3 separate regions of the Mus musculus genome follow, and regions 1 and 2 are each linked to region 3. The links are chromatin contacts, called in public HiChIP or PLAC-seq maps. All regions are on one chromosome and are shown on one strand. Each heading gives the region's core, a stretch centred on a gene start, on an enhancer-like site or on the middle of the called end of the contact. The rest is flanking DNA. Distances are from core to core; before and after follow the strand shown. Region 1 holds the start of Nap1l4 (nucleosome assembly protein 1-like 4). Region 2 has its middle 3.8 kb from the start of Tnfrsf26. Region 3 overlaps Kcnq1 (potassium voltage-gated channel, subfamily Q, member 1).

The links. HiChIP or PLAC-seq counts read pairs in DNA pulled down with a chosen protein or histone mark.
Region 1: an H3K27ac HiChIP or PLAC-seq map of embryonic stem cells shows a contact between it and region 3, with 3 times the contacts expected there. The contact joins the promoter of Nap1l4 here to the enhancer-like site in region 3. A contact is called at or near these places in 5 of 39 promoter capture datasets (the 3T3-L1 cell line, cranial neural crest, embryonic stem cells and 2 more), 7 of 115 datasets of contacts at active chromatin or transcription factors (T-cell acute lymphoblastic leukemia, embryonic basal ganglia, embryonic stem cells and 1 more) and 4 of 9 other capture datasets (adipose tissue, embryonic stem cells, liver and 1 more).
Region 2: a contact with region 3 is called in a FOXA1 HiChIP or PLAC-seq map of pancreatic cancer cells. The contact joins two enhancer-like sites. A contact is called at or near these places in 1 of 39 promoter capture datasets (hippocampal neurons) and 1 of 115 datasets of contacts at active chromatin or transcription factors (pancreatic cancer cells).

Annotation. Positions count from the first base shown.
Region 1 is chr7:143,547,665-143,550,393 of GRCm38.p6, forward strand. It overlaps Nap1l4 (nucleosome assembly protein 1-like 4), which reads right to left and starts at 1,456. Exons shown (of 16, transcript NM_008672.3): 1 at 1,378-1,456.
Region 2 is chr7:143,630,297-143,632,996 of GRCm38.p6, forward strand. No RefSeq gene overlaps it. Among named protein-coding and RNA genes, the nearest start is that of Tnfrsf26, 3.8 kb to the left of the region's middle. Within about 2 kb of position 1,410, at least 38 of the 459 cell types and tissues checked have an H3K27ac peak or open chromatin away from gene starts, as enhancers often do. A contact at or near this core is called in pancreatic cancer cells, where this site is marked.
Region 3 is chr7:143,123,246-143,125,945 of GRCm38.p6, forward strand. The region is part of intron 1 of Kcnq1 (potassium voltage-gated channel, subfamily Q, member 1); the gene reads left to right. Among named protein-coding and RNA genes, the nearest start is that of Gm28821, 16 kb to the right of the region's middle. Within about 2 kb of position 1,271, at least 76 of the 459 cell types and tissues checked have an H3K27ac peak or open chromatin away from gene starts, as enhancers often do. A contact at or near this core is called in embryonic stem cells and pancreatic cancer cells, where this site is marked.

The sequences.
Region 1 (2,729 bases), core at 206-2,705, 420 kb after region 3:
AACAGTTCGGGATTTAAAGCTAAAACATCAAAATGTGTTTAAATGTTATGACACTGTGAACCAATATTGGTCAACTAAGGGGGGGGGTTGAGACCGACAACTGAGTTTTACAGCATCTACTTTAGTTAAAATGATACAGCTGTAGACTACCCGACAGGTGAACTATACTCTAGTCCTATCAAAGCCCTGCTTTCTCTGAATCTTACTGTTCATCTGAATATTTGTTTCAATACGTTATTTATTTAATAATAAACATTTATTATTAAAACTGAGCCAGATTAAATCTATTTGAATTTAGATGCAAGGTACCATCACACTTAACCTATCAGGGACTTAATTTGCAATACAGGTCGAATACTCCTATACCAAAAAAAAAAAAAAAAAAAGAAGAAGAAGAAAAGAAATCAGAACGTCCCAAAACCCACTTCTTTTCGAGCACATTTTGGATTTCCAGATTAGGTACGCTCATCTGTCAGACCTACAAATATTCCACAAACCGAACCACTTCAAAACCCAGGCGTTTCTTGCTAATGCACAGTCAGCCTGTTGCACCTACATCACGTACTATTGTGAATGAGTTAAGACACGTCAGGAGCTTAAAGGAGCCCCTGGTGTGTAGTAAGCGGAGATTAGTCACCGAGAGGAAGCAACTACTATGACAGGAAGGCGGCAGTAACTTAAAAGCATTTAACTTTTGGACCAAAAACTTAAACTTGAGTCTTTTTGCTGTGGAATATGCATATGCTCGTTACCGCAGCGCACGCGCCGGAAGCTACCGCGGAAATTCCTCCAAGAGGCAGCGAAGCAGAGTTGGAGGAAGTGCGGGCCAACTTGCCCCAAGGATACCCTCGGAAGAAGGGGTACTGCTGACGACCCTGAACCCGTTAGGGGCGCCCGGGTCTGAAGGCTCAGTGTGTGTCACTAGGCTGGCTCCGCCTCCACCGCAGGCTCAGAGAGTGAGGTCTGGCTCAGAGACCGGGGCACTGTGCGGAGAGCATGCAAAGCCCGGAAGGGCGAGGCGGCGGCCCAGTAGACCCCTTCCTTCCCAGGCGCGGTCTGAGACGAGGCGTACCCAGGCCCACCTCGCTGGGGAGGCCTTGTCCTCTCAAGGAACCGCCTGCGCCGCTTCGCGTGGGTTCTCGGGCGGCGGGAACAAAGCGCGCTGACCTTCAGCCGGGGGCGGGGCTGCACGGAGGAGGGACCGGCCCGCCATCCGCCGCCACCCGCCACCCGGACCTCTGACCCGGTCGCCGCCCGCCTCTGCTCGCCGCCATGGCGCGTCGGCCTGCCCGCGCCGCCCACTCCTCCCCGTCTCCGCCTCCTCCGCCCCAGTCCCTCGCCAGCCGCCCGCCGCGCCGTTACCCGCCAGCACCGCACCTCGCGCCTCCTGCGGCAGTGGCGCCTGTCCTAAGCTCGCTCCGGGGCTGCACCGCCGTGGTCGCCAACAAAACCACCTGCCATTGGCCGTATCGCCGGGCTCCACCCTCTGCGAGCAAAACGGGCGACGAATGGACAATAGAGCTGTTTATCAACTGCACCAGGCACTAGGAAAGGCGGTATCCAATCAAAATCTGTTGAGGGAGCACGGCGTCCAGCCTAAGCCCGCGAGCTATATGTAGTTAGAGTAGTGACGTGTGTTCCGGCGCACGCGCAGTTCGTGCTTCTTTAAAGGGGCTGCTGGGCGCGCGTGTAGGACTTTGGGCTTGTTACAACCTCTAGGGTTTGAGCTTCCTGGACCACATCGGCAACGCTCTTTCCAGATTACTTACAACTCCCTGCCTTCCCCCGGCCTGGGAAAAGCACCGCCTACTTCTCAAGGCCTTCTGACCCTCTGTCTACAGTGCCTGCCTGGCATGGGACTACCCTTCTGATAGAAAAGTTCAGCACATCTGTACTGGCTGGTTTTGTGTGTCAATTTGATACAAACTAGAGTTATCTGAAAGGAGGGAGCTTTGAGAAAATGCCTCCATAGGATCCAACTGTAAGGCATTTTCTCAATGATTGGTGGGAGAGGACCCAGCCCATTGTGGGTAGTACCACCCCTGGGCTTATTGGTGGTGTCTGTAAGAAAGCAAGCTGCACAAGCCAGTAAGCAGCACCCCTCCATGGCCTGTGCATCAGCTTCTGCCTCCAGGTTCCAGCCCTGCTTGAGTTCCTATCCTGACTTCCTTCAGTAATGAACAGCAATATAGACGTGTAAGCCAAATAAACCCTTTCCTCCCTAACTTGCTTTTTGGTCATGGTGTTTTCATTGAAGCAATAGACAACATCTGATAAGAATAAATAACTTGCTTGCAGATAATGTGTGTTTTCCTAACAAATTCTACGAACAGGGCAGTTGGAAACAAAGCTGGGTATGGTGCAACATGCATGCCTTCAATCCCAGTACTTCTGAGATAAGAGATACAGGTGACAGAATGAGCAGTTTGTCACTTCCAACTATGTAGCCAGTGTGGGGCCAGTCTGAGCAACATGCAACCCTGTCTGAAAAACAAAAACTTAAAATGAAGTGTGGTTACTGAAGGCCAGAAGGTCTACAGCATTGTTTTTCTGTATTACTTCTCTTTCATTCTTAAATTGGAACTATGTATAAACAGTTTCGCTTACAAAATTAAGGAAAGTAAATAAGCTCGTATGTTTTTACTTACATTTTTTTCTGACATACATTTTTTTTTCCTGACATTTTGATTGGTTAGTGGCTGGTTTTGCTTTTCCACGACAGGGTTTCT
Region 2 (2,700 bases), core at 160-2,659, 510 kb after region 3:
GAGCAGGGAAGGGGCAAGAGAACAGAGAAGGAGCAAGAAGGAAAGAGCAAGAGAGAGTGGAGGGGGCAAGCAGCCCCTTTTATAATGAGTCAGGCATACCTGGCCATTGCTAAGTAACTGTGGGGTAGAGCTTAGACAAAATGCTAACATTCCCCCATTTTGATTTAATTAAAAAGAAAAAATTAGAAAGAGGTGATGGTGGAGCAGGAATAGGGTTGTTGTGATCTTTATCTACTTCCTGCTGATTTTGGGGCCATGTATCTCTAGGAAACCTAGGAAAGAGGGTATGGGAATGTTGGTTCAGTCTTAGGAGAATTGACTTTTTCCTTGCTGTCCAGGGTCTGTGGACTGTCTGTGGATAGATCAGAAGAAACAAGTCTAGTAGAAGGATCTGTGTCTGTGAGAGGAGATTGGAGCATCTGGAAGTTGCTTCTCTAGAGCTGTCCTAGATGTAGTAAGCACCTGGACTTGACAAGATGCTGAAGCACGCACACACACACACACACACACACACACACACTATAGGTAGAGAAAAAGATTACGTATGTTTGGGAAAAAGAGATTTTTTTTTCTTAGATGTACATTGAAACCCAGAGGAATCCCACCCTCTAGAATAGGTAATAAGTGGGAACTTTAGGCTATTGATTAGCAGATGTACTTATCTGGATGGAGTCTATTTGGTCCATGAGAGATAGAACTGCGTGGTTTTCCTGTAGCTTATAAGTTTACAAAAGAAATAACAACATGAGCTAACAACATGAAGAATCCTTAAGAAGAGCCATTTTTGGAGCAGAAGGATCAAGGGTCTTTTCCTCTTGTCTAGGAGACTGAATATACATCACTTTAAATTTAGTTAAAAGACAACCAAAGAAAACTTAAAATTTGAATTTGTGACTATTCAATTGGATTGTATAGTGGAGATATTTAATGTTAGGGCAGTGGTATAGCAAGGAGAGGAAATATGAGACATTTTGTCAATGGAAACAAAGTTTAGGTAAGGAAGTAACAGATTACATCTGTGAAAGCCTGTATCTGAACTTATATATCATTTATCATGAAGTCTGTAAGAAATCTGGCATCTTAGATAGTTAATGAATTTATTAATGAGTAAATATAGTTGTAGATTGCCTTAGGGTAAGGAGCTAGGTCTGTTTTCTAGCTGTCAAGCTACAGCTACGTTATCTGTCAATGTAGTCAGAAATGTGGGGATGAATAAATTATAATCTAGAAGTCACGTATTAATTAAAAATGACAGAGTTCATCTATAATCCACTACCTAAACAGTTCCCTGTGGTCTCATGGCGACTTGGGTAGAGTTAGTCTGGCTTTCAAGCCCAGAAGACAAAGAGCCTTTTCTCTGTGGAACAGATAACATGTGAAATGAGAAATGACTCACCTTGACTTAGGCAATATGAGTCAGTTGACTCTTAGGATATCCAGTCTTGTCCACAGTGTTTCTCAATGGTTATCATACCACAATCCAAACAGCCTCTTGTAGATGTGTCTATATCTTCTGAGACCTTGTTGGGTAAGCTGTTAGGCTTTGGGAGATTCTGTCTGTCATAAACTTAAAGATATTAATAATTGGCAACTTCTGACAAGATTGAGAGCTATATCAATTGGTCATATCTGAGTTAGAAAACTTGTTTTTGTTAAATTACTTGTTTGAGAATATATACACTAAATAGAGCATAGAGAAAAATGTATTTTGTATTAGCAGAGAATCACTTGCCTTCGAGCTGGTGTGGAGGACCAGAATGTAAGGGAGTAAGAGTGCTGGCAGCAGTGGCATGAGACTGTGCTAACAGAAAGTGAGTGTGTCCAGGTGGGTTCAGGCCTGTGACATGAACTGCCACCAGCTGGACCCAGTCGGAGTCTTTCCACCTGGGGAAGAAGGCAGGGTCCCCGTACTCAGGTGGGCAAGGAGTTGGCGAGTAACAAACAAACACGAACACAAGAGGGTGTTGGATCTGAATGTAATTTCTCAAAGCATCAGACTTACTTTACAGAAGAAAACAAGGAAGTTAGTTTCTTGGAAGACAGTCTTTCACAACTTGACACACAAACACATCACTATTAAGCCTCAATCCTTACTTTCTTATATATCCCCAAGATCTAAATAACTTTAAAAGTTCCAGTCTTTGAAAATTCTTACATATTAAAATTTCAATCCTTTTAAAATGTCCAATCTCTTTTAAAATCCAAAGTCTTTTTACAATTAGAAGTCTCTTAACTGTGGGCTCCACTAAAATACCTTCTTCCTTCAAGAGGGAAAAATATCAGGGCATAGTCACAATCAAAAGCAAAATCAAACTCCAACTGTTCAGCTGCCTGCACTCTACTGCTGCCTATACTCTACTGGTGGTCGCCTCATGGTATTGGCTTCTCCAAAACACTGGTGTCTTCTGCTGCAACTAGGCTTCACCAATAGCCTCTCATAGGCTCTATTCATTGTGCCAAGCCTCAATTTCTTTGCATGACCCCTTCAGTCCTGGGCCATCAACTGAGACTGAGGCTGTACTTTCACCAGTGAACTTCCACAGCCTCTCACAGTGCTGAGCCTCAGCTGCTTTCCATGACCCCTTCATTCCTTCAAAACCTGTACCACCTGGGTGACTCTTACATGTTACTAAGTCAAGCCGCAGCACGAGGTACAACCTTGGGTCTCTCTGGAACACAGCCTCACTAAAACGCTGAGGT
Region 3 (2,700 bases), core at 21-2,520:
GGTGGAAAACTCTTGACTGAATGAGCTTTGATCCTTGAGAGGTGTTGGGGTAGGGATAGATAGATGCTTGAAGGAGGGGTCCCATAGGCTCCTGGCCCCAAAGCACTGTCTCTCTTTGGGCTCTGGGCCTGAGTCCTAGGTCCTATCCTTAGGGAAGTCTGGGGTTAGCATGATGTGCGTGGGCAGAGCTGTGGTCTGAAGAAAGCCAGCTTTTCTTTGGGACTAACTAGTACATGCTTCATACCAGGAGGACCAAGTGATCTCTGGGGATCTGGAAGCCTGGGGGCAGTTGAGGAACAGCCTAGGCAGGGTGGGGCAGGTAGCTCACAAGTAGGCTTGAAACTAAAGGGCAGGTACCATTCTAAAGGCTTGCCCAGAGATACAGGGTTTGGGACCCCACCTCTTACCTTCTCTTTGTCACAAGGGACAGAAAGAGCAGTGCACCCTCCCAGGCAGTGATAGGATCGCTTTATCCAGAGGCTTCAAAGGAAAGAAAGTGTTCTGAACCTAAATACTAGACTTGTGCTGTTGTGTGGCCCTCTCCTGAGTGGCCAGCCAGGGTCACAAGTCCCTCATCTGGATAGAAGGCCTGAGGTTCCCTGTGCAGCCAAATGCTGCTCTCTGCCCAGCATGTAGCAGGCCATCTGAGGGTATGAGCCATAAGGGACTTTGGCCCCCACCAGGGCCCCTTGCCTCTATGGCTTGTCTTAGTGAGGGACCCAGGGCAGTGGCAGAAGCTGTGGCCTTAGGGCCTACTGGGTGGCCCTTTGTCTGATACAGCTTGGGTAGCTTTGTGCAGCCCCACCCTGTCCCCACTCACTGCTCAGGAGAGTACATTGCACAAGCACCTGTTTTGGGCAGACTGCTGCCCCGGTGGCTTGTCCAGCTAAGACTAAAGCAGGTTTTCTTCACAACCCAGGGAGCCTCATCCTCTGTGGGTGACCTCAGCAGAGCCGGGCTCAAGCCAGAGGCATTTCCCTACACTGGGGAAACTGGCCAGGCCTGTGTGAGGATGAGGGAGTGGATTCTACTAGCCTCTCTTCCAGGACAGGGCAGCCCTGTGTTTCCCAGAGCTTCAGGTGAATGCAGGGTAGCCTAGAGCCTCTCACTGGTCTGCTTTGCATCCTGATGCTGGCTGGGTAGGCTGGGACCACGCCATGGCTGGTCACACCCCTGAAAATAGGGCTGGCAGCATTCCTGAGAGCCTGCAGGGAGCTGGGCTCTACCAGATGGCTCCAGATCGTGACCTGCTGGCTGTAACCTGATCCACCCCCTCCCCTGGAGCTCTGCAGCTACTGGGTTGGGCCACCTCTTTGGAAAGTCAGACCCTCTTGGGGAAGTGCAGAGGCTGAACGGAAGAAAGCCTGATGGAACCTGCCCACTTATAGCTGGCCCAGGGGGACTCGAATCTTTCTGGAGCCTCTTGCTTAAGGCATGTCAATTCACAGCGTGGCGGCCGGCCGTGGTTGCTGGAGGCCACACAGACAAGCTCAGGCCCAGATGTCCCATTTTATAGCTGTCAAGACTGAGGTCCAGAGTAGAAGCCTTCAAAGAAGAGGTGACTCTTTGTCGAGGGTTCTGCTTTCGTGGGTATTGTGTCCATGTGGAGGTGGTTGATTCCCCTGCCTAGGCCAGAGAGGTCTCCTCTCGGCAGGAAAGTCTGGGGGCTCAGAAGCAGAATGTGGTGATGGGCCTGAAATCAGGGTAAGAGTGAGGGCCTGGCTAGGGTTACCATGGAGACAGCGGCAGGCTTTCTGCTGTCATCCCTAGCTGGTCCTGGAGTGTGAACAGGTGGCAGCTGGCCCTTCTACCTGGCCTGGGAATATCTGGGCTGGGTCACCTTCCCCCAGGAGAAACTACCCCTATGGATCTAGAGCTCCTTCGGTGAGCATGGGGCCAGCAGCCCGCTGGGTTGTGAGAATGCTGGCCAGTATCATTTCAGGCCAGGTAGCAGAGGGGCTGGGCTCTGTGCCTAGCAGTTACTTAGCCTCTGTGGAACTCAGCTATTAATGGGATCTGGCTTCATGATGGTCTAGTTCATAGAGGCAGCTTCTTCACTGCCAAATGGTGACATTGTCTATTGTGATGAGAGTCCAGTGTGGAGTTATGCACCCATCCCTGGTAGAAACCAATAACAGCCCTCCCCACTGTGACCATAAAACGTGGTAGATGAGACTCCAGCACTACTGGGTGAAGTTGCTTCTGGAGCCCCTGTCCATGGGGCACTCATGGGAAGATTTAAAAGTGAATACAGGAGCCAAGATCCATGGCAGTTAGAAGCACTTGCTGCACAAGCCTGATGACTGAGTTTGATCCCTGGGACCCACGTAAGGGAGAAAGAGAGAACCACACGGTTGGAAGCATAGGCTAGCCCTGTGGACAGCAGAGCTGGGATTAGCAGTCCCCACTAAGGATCTGATTACAGGACAGGATCCATTCAACTTCATACATGCTAGTCAGCCTGCTTCCTCATCCATATTGTGTTTCTCTCTCTCTCTCTCTCTCTCTCTCTCTCTCTCTCTCTCTCTCTGTGTGTGTGTGTGTGTGTGTGTGCACACGTGCGCACATCCTCACTTTCAGGTACAGACCTGTGGGGTGCAGAGCCCCCAGAAAGGTCTGTGTATATTGGGATCAGCTACCTGCACTTGGGCAAAGGCCACAGCTCAGCTGCTTTGTAAGCTGAGCTGGTTCCTGACCTCT